Linked DNA regions of Sus scrofa: region 2 is linked to region 1. Evidence: chromatin contacts called from public HiChIP or PLAC-seq data. All regions are on one chromosome and are shown on one strand. Each heading gives the region's core, a stretch centred on a gene start, on an enhancer-like site or on the middle of the called end of the contact. The rest is flanking DNA. Distances are from core to core; before and after follow the strand shown.

Evidence for each region. HiChIP or PLAC-seq counts read pairs in DNA pulled down with a chosen protein or histone mark.
Region 2: a contact with region 1 is called in an H3K27ac HiChIP or PLAC-seq map of alveolar macrophages. The contact joins two enhancer-like sites. A contact is called at or near these places in 1 of 47 Hi-C or Micro-C datasets (embryonic fibroblasts) and 1 of 2 datasets of contacts at active chromatin or transcription factors (alveolar macrophages).

What each region holds. Positions count from the first base shown.
Region 1 is chr4:10,924,135-10,930,820 of Sscrofa11.1, reverse strand. No RefSeq gene overlaps it. Among named protein-coding and RNA genes, the nearest start is that of FAM49B, 450 kb to the right of the region's middle. Within about 2 kb of position 4,895, at least 5 of the 83 cell types and tissues checked have an H3K27ac peak or open chromatin away from gene starts, as enhancers often do. A contact at or near this core is called in alveolar macrophages, where this site is marked.
Region 2 is chr4:11,700,690-11,707,225 of Sscrofa11.1, reverse strand. No RefSeq gene overlaps it. Among named protein-coding and RNA genes, the nearest start is that of MYC, 760 kb to the left of the region's middle. Within about 2 kb of position 4,680, at least 14 of the 83 cell types and tissues checked have an H3K27ac peak or open chromatin away from gene starts, as enhancers often do. A contact at or near this core is called in alveolar macrophages, where this site is marked.

The sequences.
Region 1 (6,686 bases), core at 3,646-6,145:
TTTGCAGAATTTTACATTATTTTTTAAAAATCTACTTGATACTGGTTTGCTCACCAAATCCATTCATTTGGTGAATATTTACCAAGCTTGAATTTTTTGTGAGTTGGGAAGTACTATGGAGCCTACAAAGGACTTTGATGTGAAAAAAGAGATTGGGTGGAAAGGGTGCACCAAAAACTGTAATACTGATGAAAAGTCATAAATTTCCTAAAACGACTGATGCTCAAAGTCATTATTGAGTAAGAAGCATGGGAAGTTTGGTAGATCTGACTTTAGCCTTGGTCCTGCTATTGACACAATGAGTGACCATTGCTGTTATCATAAAGGCTGACATTCAGTGACTGGCACATTTTAGATATTCAGTAGATACCAGATGGGGGAATGGATGAATGAATGAATGAATCCTTCCTATGGGTCACGCAAAGAGCTGAGGGTACTTGCTTTCCTATGAGGTGGGTACGACTGTTGCCCTTACTTCATAAATTTTTAAAAACTAGGGTTTAGAGAGTTTACATAACTTTCACACGGTCACATGGCTATTAAGTAGGAAAAAGCCAGAACTCGAACCCAATCTGTCCAATTCCAAAAACAGAATCTCAAATTTCTGCCTTAGAATCAGCTATTGGGGGGAGGGGGCCACACCCATGGCATTGAAAAGTTCCCAGGCCAGGGACTGAACCCATGCCATGGCAGCAACCTGAACTACTTCCGTGACAACACTGGGTCCTTAACCTGCTGCAGCACATGGGAACTCCAGAATCAACTATTCTTATATGTGATAGGGACAGAGAAGGTAATTCTAGGAGGAAATCAGAGAGTAAACATTCTCATAGAATGGAGGGAAATCAAGAGGATGCCAAGTGGAAGAAGGTTGTGTCTTCCCAACTGGAGTGAAACAGAAAAGGGGACTCTGGCCAGAGTGGGAGGGAGGACCTGCTCAGAAGCAGGAGGTGGTCCTTGAGGCACAAAGGATGATGTGCCAGCATTACCATGTTGGGTCAGAGGGCCTCCATTACTAAATGCCATCATGTTTGCCACCTGCCTACCTAGAGAGCAGAGACAACTGCATGAAGGCTAATGAAGCCACTGGATGAATGCACTATCTTTGGTTGGGGGGGAAGGGTGGCAGCTACAATATGGGAGAGTGAGAATTGGCCACAAACATTTTAGAAATGGGGTCAGTAAACTTTGACCAGTGCACCAAATCTGACTCACGACATTTTTTGCAAGTAAAAGTTTAGCAAAACAGAACTATACTCACTGGTTTATATACTATTTATGCTGTTTTCACATTACAAAGACAGGGTTAAGGAGACGTGTGAGAGACCCCATGCCTGAAAGGCCTAAAAGGTTTACTATCTGACCGTTTACAAAAGACCTATATCAACTTCTTGTGATAAGATCATGCGACAAGACATATACCGAAACGCCTATCCAGTGTCTGGTTATATGGTAAATAGGTGGAAAATTCATTTTACCCGAATCACCATCAAGCCCACGAGCCTCTACCCAACTGGGCTGATTTACACAAAGTAGCTGATCATGAGGCCCCTCGGTGGTGATTTTATGAAGGGAAAGGAAATGGTTAGCATTCAGCAGGACTATGCACCAGGGACTGAACAAAGAGCCTGCATACCATTACCACACTGAAGCCTCCCCATGGCTCAGCAAAGCAGGCATCGGTGCTCCCATTTCATAGACGTTTCACAGCTGAGAAGCAAGAGAGGCAGAATCTGAACCTAATTCAACCTAACCTTCCATCATAACACAAGCCCAGGGTAAGAGAATTGAAAGAATTAAAGACCCAGTTAATCCTCTCCTCTCTTCTTCAAGTTGAAGGGCATGACCTTTTGGGAAAGGTGCAGCTGGGAGGTGCGGACCTGCTATCAGAACTGGCAATGGCGCTTTGAAGTGGGGATCACAGTTCACCATGTCAGAACAATGGGTCCCTGGAAGCGGAGGGCACCAACTCGTCAAAAAACAGGGACAACAGCTTCATGGGGCAATGGGGGAAATGGAGGAAGAATTCAAATCAAAACATCAAAGGAAGAGAGAAAGTGATCCAAGACAGCTGAAAACCGAGCTTCATGAAAGAGTCTTTAGGGACACAAAGAAAAGAAACAAAGAATGGGGGTCACCAGCATTACCCAGAGGAAACTAGACGGAAAACACTACAAACAATCCTGAGGTCTCCCAATGTCAGCATGCCAACCAACATACTGGTTGGAGGTACAGAACTAAGTTAAAGCCAATGGGTTTGTGTCTGGTGTTCTCCAACAATATGAGATGTGGGCAGAGAAAGAACCCATGATACAGATATTGTCATAGGGAAGTGCAGTGACTCTGAATCAGACCTGCACTCACATGTCATCCACTATTCCTAGCTGGGTAATTTGAGCAAGTGAGTTAACCTCTCTGGGCTTCAGCTGCAACTCAAGTGTCAAAGTGTCATAATAGGGTCTCACTGGGCCACTGTGATGATTAATTTTTTAAGTGCAAAGTGCTCAGTACATAATCAAATGCTCAATAAATATTAGAGATATTACAATTGAGAGCATTACAAAGTACTATGAAAATAGGTCAGAGACAGCTCCTGAGAGGAGATGATGTATTATCTGTGTCTTGAAGGAGGAAAGAAGTTCATGAGATGATGTTCTCATGGTGGTACAGTGGGTTAAGAACCCAACATAATGTCCATGAGGATGCAGGCTTGATCCCTTGCCTCCTCCATTGAGTTAAGGATCTGGCCTTGCTGCAAGCTATGGTGTAGGTCGCAGATGCCACTCGGATCCAGTGTTTCCATGGCTGTGGTGTAGGCCCCTTATCTGACCCCTAGCCCAAGAAATCCCATATGCTGCAGGTGCAGCCATAAAAAGAAGGGGAAAAAAAAGAGGTTCATGAGGTGACAGTCTCCAGGATGGATGGAGAAGAGATGAGGGAGCTAGAGATGAGGGTGAGAAGACGGGCTTGATTCTTTGTCTCCAGTATGGTCCAACCACTTCCATTCTCCATTCTATCCTTAAGCACTACCCCAACCCTGACACTAACATCGCTTAAAACCTATGAATGATTCTATTTGGATTCAGGGTAATATTCAAATGCCCTAGCATGCAACATACAACTAATGCACTCATCCAATATGCATTTATTTAGTGCCTACTATACGTCATCGTGAACTGCTCTTGTAAGGATGAATATATGGGCTTTGACTGTGAGAAGTTCACAGACAAGTAGGGAGAAAGATAAATGTCAAGCACATTCAGCCCAATAGGGTCAGAGCGATGACGGGTCTGTGCCTTCAATACTAGAGTGGAGAAAAGGACTCATAGCTCCTTTGTTTTTTTTTAATTAGAGTATAGTTGATTTACAATGTTGTGTCAATTTCTTCTATACAGCAAAGTCACCCAATTGTGCATATTTATACATTCTTTTTCTCATGTTATCTTCCATCATGGTCTATCCCAAGAGACTAGATATAGTTCCCTGTGCTATACAGCAGGACTTCATTGCTTATCCACTCCAAATGTAATTGTTTGCATCTACTAACCCCAAACTCCCAACCCACCTCTCACCCCGCCTCTCCCACTTGGCAACCACGAGTCTATTCTTCATGTCTTGAGTCTGTTTCTATTCTGTACATAGGTTCATGGGTGCCACATTTTAGATGCCACATATGAGTGATATCATATGGTATTTGCCTTTCTCTTTCTGACTTACTTCACTTTGTATGAGACTCTCTAGTTGTATCCATGTTGCTGCAAGTGGCTCATAGCGCCTTTAGATTGGAAGTATCAGAGAAAACCTTACAGTGGAGATAAAGCTGAGATGAGTTTTGAAAACTAAGTAAGAGAAGAACAGAAAGAAATCAAGAAGACAGAGCAGCACACAGAAAAGCCTGGAGACAATGGAGTTCCCGTCGTGGCTCAGTGGTTAACGAATCCGACTAGGAACCATGAGGTTGCGGGTTCAATCCCTGCCCTTGCTCAGTGGGTTAAGGATCCGGCGTTGCTGTGAGCTGTGGTGTAGGTCACAGACGTGGCTCGGATCTGGCGTTGCTGTAGCTCTGGCGTAGGCTGGTGGCTAGAGCTCCGATTAGACCCCTAGCCTGGGAACCTCCATATGCCGCAGGAGTAGCCCTAGAAAAGGTAAAAAGACAAAAAAAAAAAAAAAAAAAAAAGCCTGGAGACAAAATAAACTGGCATTTCGTAGGTGTTCTTAAGAGTCCAATATTGCTGGGGCCAGGTTTAGAGCTCCAGGAGATGAGAGGGCTCCAGTAGCAGAGACTAGATCACCGATCTTAGATGCCATGCCAAGGAGCTTTTCCTTTTATCTTGTGTATAATGGGAAACCGTAGAAAAATCATAGTCAGAGTTCCCATTGTGGCTCAGCAGCAACAAACCTGACTAGTATCCATGAGGACAGGGGTTCGATCCTTGGCCTTGCTCAGGGAGTTAAGGAGTCACCACTGCCATGAGCTGTGGTGTAAGGTGCTGACACAGCTCGGATCCCATGTTGCCATGGCTGTGATGTGGGCCAGCAGATGCAGCTCTGATTGGACCCCTAGCCTGGGAACTTTCATACACTGCAGGTGCGGCCCTAAAAAGACAAAAAAAAAAAAAAAAAGAAGAAGAAAAAGAAGAAGAAGAAGAAGAAAGGTCATGGTCTGTGCTGCATTAGATGATAATCTAGACAGGAGCCAAAAGAGAGGGAGAGAGACCATGAGAGGCTCCTTCAGTAATCTGGGCTCCACAGGACAAATGAATGAACGCACAGATAAAGGAATGATCAGAGAGATGATGGTTCTGATAACTTTTGCCAGAGTTTCTAGTCACCGGAGAAAGGGAAGTGGCTTGCATATCCTTTGCAACTGCTATCCCCTCCCCCACCCCCAGCTTCGTGAATGGTTTCTCGCTTTGGCACGCATGTGTATCTCTTCCTCAAATGCCGGTAATCTGAGCAACTTGTATCTCGCGCTGATTATTTTTTAAACAATTCACTCTGGGAGGCAAGTGCCAAGCCAGTTCAAGCAGGATTTCCAAGGGTCCCAGGCAGAAAATAGAAATAAACAGTCGAGGTAGAGTTTGGACCAAAAGAGTCATCAGGGAGAGGTATTCGGAGATGGCCTGGACCACAGAAGAGTAACAGCAAGGATGCTGAGACCAGGCAAAGGCCGGGAAAGTGGGCATAAACGGTTAGCCCCTTAAGAGGATAACACTGCTCTCAGACACACCACAATGATTCAGAGGCCAGTGCGGGCCTCTTTTGATTCACTAATTACTAGTATTAATATACCAATTTTTGTGCCTGCCAGGCACTGGATACTAAAAGGAAAAAGACGCAATTCCTCAAGAATCTCCCAGCATAATGGAGCAGGCTGGGAACCAATCAGACTTACTGCATTGCAAGAACTGCTAAGATATAAGAAAAAGAAGGAAATGCTTCATTCTACCTGTGAATGAAAAAATGCCTTGACATAGAAAGAAAAAAAAAACAGTCAAGCAGAACATAGAAGGATGATGAGCAGGACTCTGTAAAACAGAGGAATGAGCTCATGCAAAGGCACAGAGGTGTCAAGGGAAGGAAGGCTTGGAAAACTTGAAAAAGAACTTGGCTAAATCTAAATGCTTTCAGCCAAGAGCCTTGTTCACCATCTCTTTGTCTCTCTGCCTTGCATGCAGGGCAGAGGCCTCAAAAGGCAGCTTTCTGCTCTTGATGTCATAAAGGCTGGGGGACAAACACTGTCTTCAGGCAGAAGAGAGCTACAAGTGGGGTCACAGTTAATCAGCACATCAGAAAACCTATGATCCAGCCATTGTTAAGAATGAAAGCAATTAGATAGCGTCCATCTGTAGGGAACTTCCTAAAATACATGTCTGAGATTGTGAACTTGGTCAGTTGCACAATAAACTAGAGGGAAAGTTGAATGTCTTTCCCAAGCAGCCACTTGCTTGGCTGCAGAACTGGAGGAAGGTAAGAAACTCCCTAAACCTGTTTCCTAATCCATGAAAGAGGATGAGAGAGAGGAGAGAGTGAGTGAATGAGAGAGAGAGAGAGAGAGAGAGAGAGAGAGAGAGAGTGAGTGATAACTCCCACTCACAGGCTACCCTAAGAATTAAACATGACATGCAGGAGAGGGTCTAGCACAGTGCCTGACACCCAGTAGACAATGAACAAGTGTGAGCCCCCAGCATCCTCCCATCCCCTTGAGTCAGTGTGCACATCCTGCTCACAGTAGGTATTCATGTATTCTTGGCTTAAAAACCTATCAACCTCGGAGTTCCTGTCATGGCTCAGCAGGTCAAGAATCCAACCAAGTATCCATGAGGATGCAGGTTTGATCCCTGGCCTCACTCAGTGGGTTAAAGGATCCAGTGTTGCTATGAGCTGTGGTGTAGGTCACAGATGGAGCTCAGATCTGGCACTGCTGTGGCTGTGGTGTAGACTGGCAGCTGCCCCTCCAATTCGACTCCTAGCCCAGAAACAACCACAGGTGTGGCCATCAAAACAAAAACAAAAACAAAACACTTATCGACCTCCACATAGCTACTGGGTCTACTAAAAGCAGAAAAAGAACAATAACAGCATTCACTGCATGCCAAATACTTTGCCTCTATTTCCTCATTTAATTTTCGCAACCACCAAATGAGGTAGCCAGCTGTCATGCATTTCCATTTTACATCTGAGAA
Region 2 (6,536 bases), core at 3,431-5,930, 780 kb before region 1:
AGAAGCCAACATAGACTAGATATAAATAAGTATGCATGTGTAGGGTTACAAAACCTGTGAGTTCAAAGGGACTGTCAAGCTCATGGAGCCCAACCCCCCCATGGTGATACTCGAATACCTTCTACAACATCTCCACCAAGTGGCCAACCTGCCTACAGGTGAACACATCTACCAGACCTCACTACCTCCCAAGTCAACTCTTTTTTTTTCCCTGTTGGCTATTACGAAATTCTTGCTCCAGTTGTTCCAAAAGATGTTGCCTTGCAACTTCTGCTCTTGGGTCTGAATTCTACACTTGTGACTTCACTAAGATGTATAATTCCCTTTTCACATGAAAAATCCTTTAGATATCTAAAAATGATGACATAAACATCCTTGTCTCCAGGATAAACACACCCAGTTCTTGAAAGCATTCCTGCCGTGGTATGGTGCCAAGAGTGTTCTTAATTTTGACCACTTTCCTTTAATTTGACCCAGATCATCAGCACCATTCTTACCGGTGTGCAGGACTAATCAAATGCTCATGGAAATCTTTGATGACAGGAGTGGAAAGTAGAATTTTAGAGAGAAAGAAAGATAAGCTGATAAGAGATTCTTACTGTGATCTCAGCCAAAAATGGCAGGGACCTCTGCAAAAAGGAAAGGAGGGTACTATTAGCTATTACATATTTCACAGTTTGTTTTAAATACATCATCACAAGTAACACGGCCTTCCCATTTTAGAGTTTAAGTTATTTGGATAAGATGGGTCTGAGAATGCAATCTATTTTCTATGGTTCAAATATCCAGCAGTATCACTCAAGTGAAAGGAAGAATTCAAGCATATTGTATGAGAACTGCACCTCAACAAATAAAGGGACAGGACTGTGATTTCCAAAAGGAATTATTTTGTAAAATTCTGTAAGAAAATGCTACCTAGATTAGGACCACTATACAGAAAAGCAGGGGAAAAAAAAGTAGCTAAGGGTTTTTATGTGCCCCTGTAGAAAGGGGAATGCACTTCCTGTGTCTGTATATGGTCATTTTTCTCTTAGGACAGACAAGCCATCACTGGAACACCTATTCCATACCAAGTACAGCCAAGTTGCATTCTCTAGGAATGTGACCTACTCTTCAATCCATCTTCCAGAGAACAAGGCAGATTGTCAAGAGACATCCTTGGGTTAAGGAGCAAAAAGAACAGAGTATTTATGATGATAGACAGATCAGGGTGGAAACGGACTCGTGAACATAGCAGGTGTATGATTCATGACACATGATTGAACCATGTCTGTGTATAGCTTCAGAAGGTCAAGGGGAGTGAGCTGATAGATGTAAGTACTTAGAATGTTCATGAATACAGAGTAAATGTTCAGTCAACAGTGATGATGGTCACAGAGTTATCTTTGGTACAGAAATTCCATTTGTGGAAAAAATGAAAACCACCTTGGTTATCTGCTGAAGGGGTGTGGATCCATTGCCATCTCTTACACTTTCTTAGGCGCTGTCCTTCCTTGAAACTTGGGAACTGACCCTCAGACTGGTAAACCCTGAGGCCCTTTCCAGTGAAGATCAGGTAAAAGAAACATGATTGTTCCCTTATTTCAAACCTTCACTGGCTCCTTCTCTTATAAACTCCCAATGAGGGTAAATACACACAGCTCCTGCCTATGCCCCTATGCTCAGCCTCCCCTGCTCCTCTTACCTCTCGCTTTTTGCCTTCGGAATACTGCAATTAGACAGAGCTCTTTCACCACTTTGAATTTTGTCCATCTTGTTCTTCTTCCTGGAAAAAAACATTATGTGCCAGAGGAAGAGCTGAATTATGTCATTTAATTCTCATGTGACTTGGATCTGCTCTGTCGATGGCTTGTGAAGCGTTCAATGATTTTGTTGGCCTGATAGAGGATCACATTATTTATTTCACAGTCATTTATTGACTGCCTGCTCTGTGCCAGGCGAGGTGATAAGATGGAGAGGTGAGACAGAATCCCTGCCCTCAGGAGCTGTGTCTAGAGGCTAAATAAGTGCAGTATTAAGCAGAATGGTCAAGATAGAAGGAAAACTCAGCTGGGAAGCTTTGGATGAAACCAGAGTGTGTGGAGTTCCCTTTGTGGTGCAGCAGAAATGAACCTGACCAGGAACCATGAGGTTGCAAGTTTGATCCCTGGCCTTGCTCAGTGGATTAAGGATCCAGTGTTGCTGTGAGCTGTGGTGTAGGTCACAGAAGCGTCTCAGATCTGGCATTGCTGTGGCTCTGGCGTAGGCCAGTGGCAACAGCTCCGATTAGACCCCTAGCCTGGGAACTTCCATATGCTGCGGGTGTGGCCTAAAAAGACAAAAGACAAACAAACAAACAAAACCAGAGTATGTCAGGAAGATGGGAGTGACTGGGCTTAGCAGAAAGGGCAATTTATCCAGCAAAGGAATGAGTGGGTGAGCATCCCAAAAGCGAGAGAGTTGTGCTTGGACTTGGTCTATGGCAGGTCTATGGCTTTAAAAGAACCAGGCTCACCTGGGAGATTTTCTTTTTCTTTTCTTTTTTTTTTTTTTGCATTTTAGGGCTTCACCTAAGGAATATGGAAGTTCCCAGGCAAGGGATCAAATTAGAGCTACAGCCGCTGGCCTACACCACAGCCACAGCAATGCAGAATCCAAGCAGCCTATTAGACCTATACCACAGCTCACAGCAATACTAGATCCCTGACCTACTGAGCAAGGCCAGGGATTGAAATTGCATCCTCGTGGATACTAGTTGGCTTTATTTCTGCTGAACCACAATGGGAACTCCCTGGGAGAAGAATTTTGCGCAACACATTCAACGATGTGGTCAGGCTTTTCCCTGATAGCTCCCGGATGCTTCACAGTAGGAACATCGGCATGATAAGCCCTCTCAGGCATCTTCAGAGCTAGGCTGTAAGGACCTTTAAGAGTTCAGATGAGAGGATGGTTGGGATGGGAAAGACTTTGTCCACTGTGAGCTCCTGCTTGTGAGAACAAGACAACAGGGCCAGGGAGTTTCTGCCTCGGTTTTCTTAGCATCCCTCTGGGGCCAAGATGGAAAAAATGACAAGTTCCCCAGAATGAAGTCATCCAAAACACCAGTCTACCTGAGTTCTTGTCCAAAATTTAAATCTTCAAGTGTTTTTAGTTGCTGACAGGTGGCAAAATTTGCGAGCCAGGAAAGGTGTAAACAAAGCGGGGAAGTTGCTTCAGTTGGCAGTCGTTGGCTCTGCTTCCTTACATTCTTTCTCAAATGCCTTGGGGCTTAAAGGAAACAAACAAACAAACAAGTGACCCCTTGGCTTCCTATCAGTGATCCCTTTCCAGGTATTCTTCTCCATCTCTGTGTTCCCATCACTAAACCCACACTTCCTGTGTGTCTGCCAGAGAACCATAGGATCATGGCCACCATGTGGGAAATCCAAGGAGTGGGCTTTGGAGTAAGACATCCCTGGATTCAAAGCCACTTCTGAGCCGTGTAACATGATCCAAGTTCTCTGAGTTGAGTTGTCTTTACAATGACTCCTACCTCAAAATGTGATAGTCACATTATATGACCTGCATGTAGGGAAAGGTCAATAGACCAATGATACCTCTGATAATAATTACTTCCATGGCTTTTATTTCCATGTTCCTTATGAGGAAGGAGTAGGCTATGCCATCAAGACTTTGGGCGCTAAAGTGGGATATTGCACAATCTCTGGATCAGACAATACATACTTCACTCACCAATTATCTGACTTATCAACACATTCAAAGGCACGGGCTACTGAGTTTGCATCGTGACCAGTAGCACAAGCCTTCCTACTGTCCCTCCATATCCCCATCATCTGGAAATGCCACCTAGTCATGTCTACTCTCCTGAACTTAGGATTTGCCATCACTCTTTGGATTAGAGACAATGAGCTCTAAAAACCCTTCTAAAAATGCATATAGATGTGACCAGTTTAGCACCCATCTTCACATTAATATAAGAGAATGGGACTGTTGCCCAGAATAAGTCAATTTTTCAAGAAAGTAGGGGTGGGGGAGGAGGAAGGGGAAGAGGGGAAGACCCTATCTAGGTGTAAATGGCAAGGAGGATGTGGTCACTGGATGTCAGGGGCAGTTTTCAGTCAAGAAGGGCATGAGGGAAGGCGTGCAGGTGATCCTTCCTGTGAAAACAGGGTAGTTCTCTGTGGTGAGTCACCTGTCTGGGGTTCCCCCAAATGATAAACACTCAGTAGAGCCTATGAGCCCATGAAGACAGAGACTGTGTGGGAATGTGAGCCAGGAAGTCTGACTCCCCCATGCTCACCTTGCTCACCTCTTGTGAGATCCCAGATCCAGGGTGTTTGGTCTTAGAGCCCATTTCCTCATTTGTCCACTGGAGTGGGTGTGTGTTTGAGGAGGGAGGGTTATTTATAGCTGCGATTCTCTCCCAATGTGACTCTTCACTGACAGATGAGGAACAGAAAGTGAGACTGAGAAAAGTGATGAGAAAGAGGGAGCCCTGGCCCAGCTCCTTCCTCCTGTACTGTGCTTGGGCTGATGAACACAGAGATGAATTAAACACACTTGCATTCTAGAGGCACCTGTGATCTAGTCAGGGAGGCATTTAAGAAAATGGACCACAGCCCTGGAGCAGCTATAAACATAGTGTAGTAAATGCCAAGGCAGAAGGAAGCCCAAGTGCTGGGCCCTCTGCATTTGACCCAGGGCAAAGGGGAACCAAGAGACTGTTAGAGGACTGGGTGGCCACGGCCCTGCTCTGCCTTCTTCAGATCCTCACCTCGGGCCAGCTGTGCCAGGTGTTGGGGTTGAGGTAGGCATAGACCAGTTCCTTCTCCTTACCATGTAAATGTACACCTTCTCTTGAGAAAAAGACATCCTTAGAAAATATAAGTAAAAGGACTAAGGCATAGTCTTAAAAAACCACAGTGAAAATTTAGTAAGATTCTGAAATTTCTAGAAATTTTCAAACCTGTGTTTCTTATTTCTTGTCTTCTTCCTCATAATGTTTAAAGAAGATAAGGATGATGATGGGGCTTAATATAACAACGACTACAGTGATAATGACGATGCTGCCAGTACTAGTAACTAAGATTTATTAAGTCCTTACTATGTGCCAAGGACTTTGCATGCACCCTGTGAGACATGAGATATATGGCTGTCAGTTTTGCAAATGAAGACACTGAAATGTAGGCTTGGCTAAGAGCACACGATTTTACAACAGGTGTGTCTGACTTCAGAGTCTGAGCCCTTAACTGCCCTGTCTGTCCCTGTACTGCTTCATGGTCTTATGCTCTTGGTCTTGTGTGCTGGTTTTCAAGGAAAACAGGAAAGGGGTAACTGGAGGGAATGAGCTCTACTCTAACAAAGGGATGCCCAAGTGGAGACATTGCGAGTGACAGATAGGAAGAAGAGAGCAACACAGACTAAACCACTGGGGTCAGCAATTAGAAAGTAACTTATCCTCGAAGAGTAGAGTTGTGAGCGAGTGAGAAGCAAGGAGAATTGTGGTGGACAAAGGATGAAACAGCTGCTCATAAAAAGAAAGTGATCTGGACAGTGCAGCTCCCTGCCCTTTCATCCTCCAGAAAGGGCAAAAAGAGAGAAGAAACAGTATGTTTGGAAGGCTTCCTCCTAGTGATTGCAACCTCCTTATTAAGGACTCTTTTCTCTCCAGTGTTTGTGTTCCCACTTCCTCTTTGGAGGTATCTTGTAGCCCCAACCACCCTCTGTAGAATTCATATGACTCTTTCCAAAAATCAGTAGGAACAAAGGTTGAACATTGCAAAGCCTCTTTCCTGCCTTGCAGGCTTTGCAGATGCAGGTGAGTGTGCATCGTAGACTCCAAGTGGAAGAAAGAGACTCCTTTTTGCTCAGCCAAGAGAAGAGAGGCAACTTTGCCACCCTGTGCCCTCCATCCGGTCCTTTTCCACGTCTCCCTTCCGGAAGTCGCGTGGGCAATATCAGCGTGACCTCCATTTTATGACATCTCTTCCAAATATCTGCTTAATGAGAGCCCCGCCCACAGATGAGGTTTCTCTATAACTTGAAAATTTTGGGGCTCTTTGGAAACTTTTTTTTTTTCTCTGAACAGGAGTGCTATATATAGTTGCTGCTTTTAAGTTCCTATCTGCAGTGAAACACAGCTTCCTGCTTTCTCTGTAAAGGGTATTTGAGCTCACCTAGAAATACCTGCATTCAGATTAGCTTGGTTTGCTTTTTAGAAGGCTGCAGGCAGGACTGGTCTCCTGTGGGAGAAACAGGAATCCTTTTTCTTCTCACCACCTGCTCTACTTAGTCTTCACTCCCCTCTCACTTCCAGTCTTCTTCTGCATTCTTTCTTTGCATTATTCTTTTAACGACAGAGTGAGAATTAAGAGTATGCAACTAGAAATAGCTTCTGTTGAGCACTTTTCTAATGTTGGGCGACCATAATTTCACTGGTTTTGAACAAAGACGTTCAGAGTAAAGAACACGGGGCTTTCAGGGAGATGAAAAAGGACATACATGCCAGCATTATTTTTAGCTTTGAGACCTTGGCCCAGGTATTTTTGTTTCCTCAT